Regions from separate parts of the Sus scrofa genome. Here region 2 is linked to region 1. A link is a contact called in public HiChIP or PLAC-seq data. All regions are on one chromosome and are shown on one strand. The core of a region is the stretch at or near the end of the contact, and the rest is flanking DNA. Distances in the headings are between cores, read along the strand shown. Region 1 holds the start of RPS6KA4 (ribosomal protein S6 kinase alpha-4). Region 2 overlaps STIP1 (stress-induced-phosphoprotein 1).

Evidence for each region. HiChIP or PLAC-seq counts read pairs in DNA pulled down with a chosen protein or histone mark.
Region 2: a contact with region 1 is called in an H3K27ac HiChIP or PLAC-seq map of alveolar macrophages. The contact joins the enhancer-like site here to the promoter of RPS6KA4 in region 1. A contact is called at or near these places in 2 of 5 promoter capture datasets (fetal liver and liver), 3 of 47 Hi-C or Micro-C datasets (omental adipose tissue, retroperitoneal adipose tissue and subcutaneous adipose tissue) and 2 of 2 datasets of contacts at active chromatin or transcription factors (alveolar macrophages and skeletal muscle).

The regions. Positions count from the first base shown.
Region 1 is chr2:7,763,869-7,767,829 of Sscrofa11.1, forward strand. It overlaps RPS6KA4 (ribosomal protein S6 kinase alpha-4), which reads right to left and starts at 1,433. Exons shown (of 16, transcript XM_005660758.3): 1 at 1,265-1,433; 2 at 177-395; 3 at 1-84. The coding sequence starts at 1,319.
Region 2 is chr2:7,922,409-7,926,370 of Sscrofa11.1, forward strand. It overlaps STIP1 (stress-induced-phosphoprotein 1), which reads right to left. Exons shown (of 15, transcript XM_003353794.4): 2 at 2,335-3,322. The coding sequence starts at 2,343. Among named protein-coding and RNA genes, the nearest start is that of FERMT3, 14 kb to the left of the region's middle. Within about 2 kb of position 2,508, at least 60 of the 83 cell types and tissues checked have an H3K27ac peak or open chromatin away from gene starts, as enhancers often do. A contact at or near this core is called in alveolar macrophages, fetal liver, omental adipose tissue and 1 more, where this site is marked.

The DNA of each region.
Region 1 (3,961 bases), core at 183-2,682:
CGCCCCCGTACACGCGCACCTCGGCCTCCTTGAAGTACTGGCGCTGGTAGAGGTGGGTGAACATCTCTCCGCCGTTCACATAGTCTGGGGAGGGGGGGTGGAGGTTGGGGAGTGGCCCCCAAGGGTCGCTCCACCTGCCACCGTGGCCCCCAAGGTTGGCACGTGCCTGCCCTTACCCAGGATGAGGTGCAGCTTGGCATCAGTCTGGAAGGCGTAGTGCAGCGTGACCAGGAAGGGTGCCTGGCGCACCAGCTCCAGCACGGAGCGCTCCGTGCGTGTGTGCTCCTGCGTCTTGGCCCGCTGCACCAGAGCCGCCTTGCGCAGCACCTTCATGGCATACAGCTTCCCCGCGTCGTGCCCGCCTGCCTTCCGCACCAGGAACACCTTCCCGTAGGCTGCGGGAGCGGCGAGTGGGCGGAGAGTAGGCCGTGAGCAGGAGGGTGGTGCAGACTGGTGAGGGTGGGAGTGACACCACCCCGGGAGGGTGTGCAAGTGGCGGGGAAGGAGCTGGGGTGAGAGGCAGGTGTGCAAAAGCTGGCAGAGCTCTAAGGAAAAGGTGTGCACACCCCCGGAGGGTGCTCAGCAAAACCGGGTGGGTGGGGGTGCAGTGTGTAAACCAGGCTGGGGGGGACACGCAACCCCAGGAGGCCTGCAGCGCAGGGTGGGGGCGGGGCATGTGCAAACCTGTGGCTGATCAGACAAATGCAAGAGGATGCAAAGCCCAGGAAGGGAGGCAGAGGTGCGTGCAGAGGGGAGGGATGGTCAAACCCGAGGGGGGCAGTTTGCAAAGCAGGGGAGAGGGCTCTCATCTCTCTAGAGGAGGAACCCTGGAATCACACAGGCGGGTACAAGCCCCCAAGAGTGTTGGCAAACCTGGAAGGACCTTCCAGGGAGAAGCAGTGTCAACGTGGAGCAGCCCCGGGAGTGGGCGTGCAAACCTTGGCAGGGCAGGGCAAGGCTGGCAAAGCGGGCTGTGCCAGGAGAGGGTGGGGGACACTGTGGGTGGCCTGGCCCGGCCCGGGCGGGTGCGGGGCGGGTGGCCCAGGGCACCACGCCTGGGACACCTGCCGGTGGATGGGGGGGGTCCTCACCTCCCGTGCCCAGCACCTTGAGCAGCTGGAAGTTCTCCACGCCCACCTTCTCCTCGTGCCCGGTCAGGTTGGCTGCGGGCACAGGGGGCAAATGAGCCCAGCCAGTGCACGAACCCTCCCGGCCGGCCTGGACCACCCTCCCCCGGCCTGCGCCCCCGCCGCCCCTGCCCCACCTTCGGTGATCCGCAGCTCCACCGCACAGCCTTCGTCCTCGTCCTCGTCCCCCATGGCGGGCGGGTCGCTGGGGCCCGCGAGGCTCGGCTCCGGGCGGCGCCGGTTACATGGCGGCTCCGGCCGGGGCGGGCGCTTCCTGGTGCCGCCTCCGGGGCCCAGGCGGGCGCCGGCGCCGCCTCCCGGCTCCCCGCCCCGTGCGGCCTGAGTCAGGCGCTGGAACGTGACAGCGCCGGGCCGCCGGTGGGCGGGCGGGGGCGGTCCGTCTCCCGCGGGCGCGCGGGGCTGGCGCCAGGGTTGTGCGCTCGGGGACCCCAGGGGACCTGCGAATATCCCATGCCTGGACTCCGTGGATAACCTGGAGCCTCCATGGGGTGGACACTCCCAAGCCAGGTGTCTGCCTCAGGCTGCGCCCCAAGGGGACTGGGAGTCCCACTCGGGATTTAGAGGCCTCCCCGTCCGGGATGCCAGGCCTAAGGGCAGCCAAGCAGCTCTGTCCAATTCTTAGCCACCAGCGAAAGTGAAGGATTTTCTTAAAATCACAACCCACGGGCAGTTCCTGCTGTGGTGCATCAGGTTAAGGATCCCTTGCTGTCTCCGTGGTGCGGAGGGTCCCATCCCTGGCCCCAGCGGTGGGTTAAGGATCCAGCATTGCTGCTGCTGTGGCATAAGTTGCAGCCGGGGCTGGAATTCGATCCCCAGCCCAGAAACTTCTCCATGCTTCAGGTGCAGCCAAAAAAAAAAAAAAAAAAAAACCACTCAGTCCCGGGTTTCAGCACCAAAAAAAAAAAAAATCACAAGCTGTTTTTGATCATTCCTTGACTGCAGCAAATAGGAGAGGGGATCTATAGATCCCCTTGACAGATGAGCAGCCTGAGGCCGCACGGCCACCCTTCTCCAGCTGCTGCCAGCGCAGCCTCAGCTTAGCACCTCACTCTGTGGCTCTCGATCTTGGTGCTGGGCAGGCTGGGAGGGTGTTTGGGTCCCTGTCTATACCCTGAACAGCCAGAGATCCTCTCTCTGCGGACTTGCCTGTGCAGGGAAGGCCTGGGGGCCCAGGCACCCTGAAGACCAAGCCCTGTCTCTGGGCTCCCCCTACCCAGAGGACCACCTGCAGGGGACACTGAGAGGGAGCCCCGCCTGACCCCCAGCAGGGAGGGGCAGCCAATTTTCTGACCGAATCTCTCTTGAGCAGACCTGTAAGAGCGCCTCAGCCTCCAGCCACCCTTCGCGGCCCCGCCGGTGCCACGCACCTCCCTTGGTTCTGTCCCCTGTCATCCCCAAGCCTGGCACAGAGTAGACCTCAAAAAGATGTCAGAGCCACACCAGAATGGCTTCCTTTCCCCATCGGGCCCAGGACCCCTGGCTGGCCTGTGTTTCAGAGCCTCATCCCCTCCCTGACCGTTGAAGGGGCCACCAACAGCCTGGGGCAGCCATCAGAGCCCCTCCCCGAAGGCCTATGGGAGGAGGCTTCCAGCAGCTCAGCCCTGCTGGAAGCTAGGGCGTGTGCTCCCACGCCACCAGCCCGGGAAGCTCAGGCTGAGAGGAGGGGGACAGAACAGTGGGTTATCCCCAGGGAGGCGGGGTGGGGGGGCAGGGACTGTGGAAACCCTGTGAGTCAGGCTACCACGGGTCACCAATGGGGAGGCTGGCCCAGCCCTCCCAGCTCTTCCCGCCCTCAGATTCAGGTGCCTCGCCTCAGCCCCGCAGCCCCACCCTACCCTGGGCAGTCCCAGGTGCCCTGACTCACGTCCTGTAATCCTGTCACCCGGACTAATTGCCCCCTTCCCGGGTATCATCTTAGAGGCCCTGGTCGAGACCCCAGTGGCCTTCCCGCCTCATGCGTCCCTCCCCAACAGGCCCTGGCCCTAGGTGACACCCCTGGGGCTGTAAACTCCCTGGGGAGGGTCTCAGCCCCAAAGGCTCATTGGAGAAAGAAGGAAGAGGCAGGAGAGTTCCCACCATGGCGCAGTGGTTAACGAATCCAACTAGGAACCATGAGGTTTCGGGTTTGATCCCCGGCCTTGCTCATTGGTTAAGGATCCGGCGTTGCCATGAGCAGTGGTGTAGGTCGCAGACGCAGCTCAGATCCCGCGTTGCTGTGGCTGTGGTGTAGGCCGGCAGTGGCTACAGCTCCGATTGGATCCCTAGCCTGGGAACCTCCATATGCCAGGGGAGCAACCCTAGAAAAGGCAAAAAGACAAAAAAAAAAAAAAAAGAATGAAGAGGCAGGAGAAGTGAAAGGAGAGAAGAAGATACACGGGAGGGGGGGGTGGGCCCTGACCCCACCTTTTAAGCAAAGGCTGAGTGGAGGCTCAGACCCCACCCACTGCTGGCTCCTAGAATGCCCCCCCACCTCCCTGAGACACCAGGCCAGCCCCCTCTGAAGACTGGGCAAGGAAGCCAATGGCCACAGCTCCCTGCCAGCAGAGGTTGACTCCAGGCCACCGGTGTCCCTGGCCCCGAGTTGCTCCTGGATGCGGCCAGTAGACACAGAGCGCAGGTTCAGGCATTTACAGCCCGGCTTTATTCATGGGCCCCTCACATCCCAGCTAAGGCTCAGAGGTGGGCCCAGCCCACAGTCCCCAGGGAATGGTCCTTGGCTCCCCGCCGGGACCGGAGAGGGGGCTCCCTCGCCCATTCCTGCCTGCCTCCTCCAGCGGAGGGGTTCCCCAGAGACCGCCTCCTGAGCACGGGCC
Region 2 (3,962 bases), core at 1,258-3,757, 160 kb after region 1:
AGTTTTTGCCATGCTTAAATATATTGCCAAAACAATGGATGAGGTATAAAAAAACCCCCACCATTTGTGGTTCAATCCTCTATCCTTCCAAATGTTCACAACAGCAGGCTCTTCACCAAAAGGTTGAAGTGAAGCAGACCTTGGCCATATCACAATAGGGTCTTCTCCTGACCAGGGAACCCCCCCAGAGGGGCAGGCCATCCCTCGAATGCACCCACACCTTGTGAGATGAAGCTGTGTCACTCAAGTTACTAAGTCATTCTTTCCTGCTATCTATCATCTGCCCAGTGTACTGACACTAGAAAGAACTGTTATGAGAAATGGCTCTGAAAACCCGAGGCACACCACTCTGGAACCCCATCAACCAGACAGATCTTAGGAAACTTTTTAGCGGGAAAAAGAAAGAGACCGAAAAATTTGGCAAGCAAGGGATAAAAATCTTACAAGCCCAGGATGCAGGCCAGAAGGCAAAAAGTTAAAAAATTCAACTAGTGCCATGAAGCAGCTGAGAAGAGCTTGGCTGGTGACTTTCCTGCCTATGCCCCCCAATGTTTTCCAAACTGAGCACCATCTGCAAGGTCAGGAAAGCAAGTCTGTAGGTCATAACCAGCACTTCGAAAGAGCTGATCAACAGAGAACACCAAAATGGGGCACACGATAAGAATGATTATTTTACTGAACATGTTATATGTGACTACTGGGACAAATCTGAAAAATGCATCACTGCGAGATCTATATGGAAGCTACTTAGCTTAAAAAATACAATTCTAGACACCCAAATCTGTCCAACTCGAGTATTTCCCAAAACCAAAACGTGGATCCCCGAAAATGAAAACAAAAAGTAGTTATGTGTAAGTGGGTGCAAGAGAGCAGGCTATTGACACATCTGGAGTAAAAACGCTATCTGTACAACGATCATTGTAAACGTGCAGCTCTGAGTCGAGTCACACACTCACTCCCAGGCTATCTACGTGTGTTCTTCTACAACGGGCAATGTCATTAAAAAAATTCTCTATTTTGATAGTCACCAGAGGAGACCTTTTCTTAAATTTAACACAGTAACGTGTTTTCCACATCAGACCCGTTTGTCTACATCACAGCCTATTTAATCCCAAACAAATTACCAGGAGGGCACAAAACGTTAATTAAATTCTTAATCTCCACTTCCGTCTTTGAAAATTTAGCAAAGAGGCTCCAGGTTAAGCTAAAGAGCAACAGCTACACTAGCTCGAAAGGTCTGGCTTTGTAGATCAAAAACCCAAGCTGTTTTCTTTGGCCCCCAGATCCATCATTCCAACTCAATAACAGCTTCTAGTTGAATAAAAAAACCTCTTTAGGCTTTTCACAACCTTTGGGCCCCAGAGAGTATAATTAAGTCACTGAAAGCAACCAGCAGCTTCCAACTCAGCCCCCCAATAATGCTGAGGGGATGAGGGGAGCCAAGTAACTTACTTCTTGCTCCTTACCTATGTATTTCAAGTTTTCTACAGAGACTAACTCCTTGTGTAACTAGAAACCGACCTTTTAGAAGCTTGAATTCTCAGTTATAACCAAAAAAAACCCCAAACAAACAAACAAACAAAACCAAAACCCAAACCCACAAGGAGGAGAACGGGCGGCACACAGACATGTAAAACACTGGCAAAGACGGAATTCATTCCAAGGGCTTTTGCTGCACCCTCCCCTTTCCAGCAGAAGGCAAATTAGTTGGCCTGCTGCACATCCTACCCTCACTCTGCATTCTTCCATCTCGGCCTTTTCAGATGCAGAGAAGTAGAACTCTCCCCAACTGATTCCTAAGTGCCTCAGCTGCTTACAGGGTATTCTCGTCCCTGCTCCCTGCATTCCTCCAAGTTAACTCGGGCCAAGTCTTGGTCGGCAATCTCCCGTCTCCCTTCCAAATGACCTGATCATCCTTCCTGCCTCTCGCAAGGCCCCTCGCCCAGCTCCATCCTTCCCAGTGCCGCGGGCGCCAGCGCCCCGCTCAGCTTAAACCCACTTCACGGGAGGCCTCCGGTTCCTGGCCGCGGTCCCTCTTCCTGCCGCGGGCCGGACTTACGCCGAACTGATGACTCCCCTACCCCTCCTCGCCGAGTCGGGAGACCACGGGAGCTGAGGAGCCCTGGCGCTCCCCGCGGCCAGGCCTCACTCTCCACGGCCAGGCCTTGCTCCCCACCCGCCGCGGCTCTCACTCTCTTGCTGCCCCGACTACTAGGCCGCCCCGGCCCGAGCCCCAAACCCAGCCGCCCCGATCGGGTGCCCGCCTCGCTCCTCCACCCGGCCACGGCCGGTCCCCGAGCGGCCCCAGGCCTCAGCCCACCCCTCCCCCTTCACCTGCTCCATAGTCCGGCCCGGAACCCCGTTGAATAGACTCCGTCTGCTCCGCGTTCCCAACCGCACGCGCCGCCTTCTGGAACCTACTAGAAGCTGCCGGGACCCCCAGATCCCGCCCCTTCCTCGCCGGCTCACTGGTCGTGCTCCTCTGGGGGACTTTCTGAGCTTTTCTACTATTGGCTTGAAGTCTAGCCCATCATCTTTGCTTCTCTCTCATTGGGCCTGGAGAGTAATCCCCGCAGCCCTGCCTCCCCCGCGCCTCGGGATTGGGTTCTCCCCGACAAGCCCCACCCATCTTTGGCTCTACGATTGGAGGGAGGGGTGGACCTCTGCGACTATTATTGGTCGCTTGGTCCGCCAGTCGTAGCCGCGCTAGCCGCACCCATTGGTCCTGTTCTTTCTGGAAATTTCCACGTCTCCCATTGGGCTGACGGACTCCCTGACAGAACCGCCTTCAGGTTAAAAAAAATTTCAATTGGGCGGTGAGTTGCAGACACCTTGCTATGATAGGTTTAAATGGCTGCCCTTCAGAGAGCTTGGTGGGGTGTCACTGCAGTCTTGGTCTCTGAGAGTTAGAGGTCCCAGCCATCCTCTGCTGCGAGCGAGGCTGCAGGAGCTCCGGGCCGCCTCTGGCCTCTCTTGGCGGAGGGGGCGGCGGCGAGTCCAGCTGAGGCTGTTCGTTTTTCCGAGGCGGCCGACAGCCCTGGCCCTTCGCCCGTGCATCGAGCTCGGGGGTCCTAGCCGGTGGGGGGCTGGGGGGTTGTGGCCGTTTGGGTGGGCCTCAGGAGGGCTTCCCGGATCCCGCCCTTGTGTTCTGCGTTTTCCAAAATCCCGCGAGGTGGCGAGGGCACTGGGCTTTGGTAGGACAGGCCTGCGATCTCACCGCGGCGGTGCCGTGGATGGAGACGCGCACCCTCTCTGAGCCGCTTGGGTAGAGAGGGGTTGGTAATCCGGATCCTGAAATCTCAGCGAGGGGCAGGGCAGGTGCCTGGAGAGAAGAGAAAGGGTATAGGCCTTGAGAAGTTTTTTGTTTTAATTTTGTGTCTTTTTAGCGCCGCACCCGCAGCATATGGAGATTCCCAGGCTAGGGGGTCAAATCAGAACTGTAGCTGCCGGCCTACACCACAGCCACAGCAACGGTGGGATCCGAACCGCGTTTGTGACCTACACCACGGCTCAGGGCAACACTGGATCCTTAACCCACTGAACGAGGCCAGGGATGGAACTTGCGTCCTCGTGGATGCTAGTCAGGTTCCTTAACCGCTGAGCCAGGATGGGAACTCCCCTTGAAAAGTTATTTTTCGCCCTGGACCAATGTGTGTGGTTAAGGGAACAAAGCTGCATAACTGGGGTCTGGCGGGAGCTTGGATGAGAGTCTTGGACCCTGCTGTGACATTTATTTTGTACCCCTTTCTGGTTAATGCTCTTCCTTCCCAGGGTTTTAACTGCTCTCTATGCCAATAGCTTGTCTCCTCAGCTTCCTCTTCCCTCCCAGCCGTCTGACCCATCTTGGCACTGAAGCCAAGGTCACTGCAGGTCTGCATGCCTGATAACCCCCACCCCCTCAAAAGCTCTTGGGGGATTTTAGATTGGGACTTGGCCTTGGCTTATCTGATACGGCAGGCCTA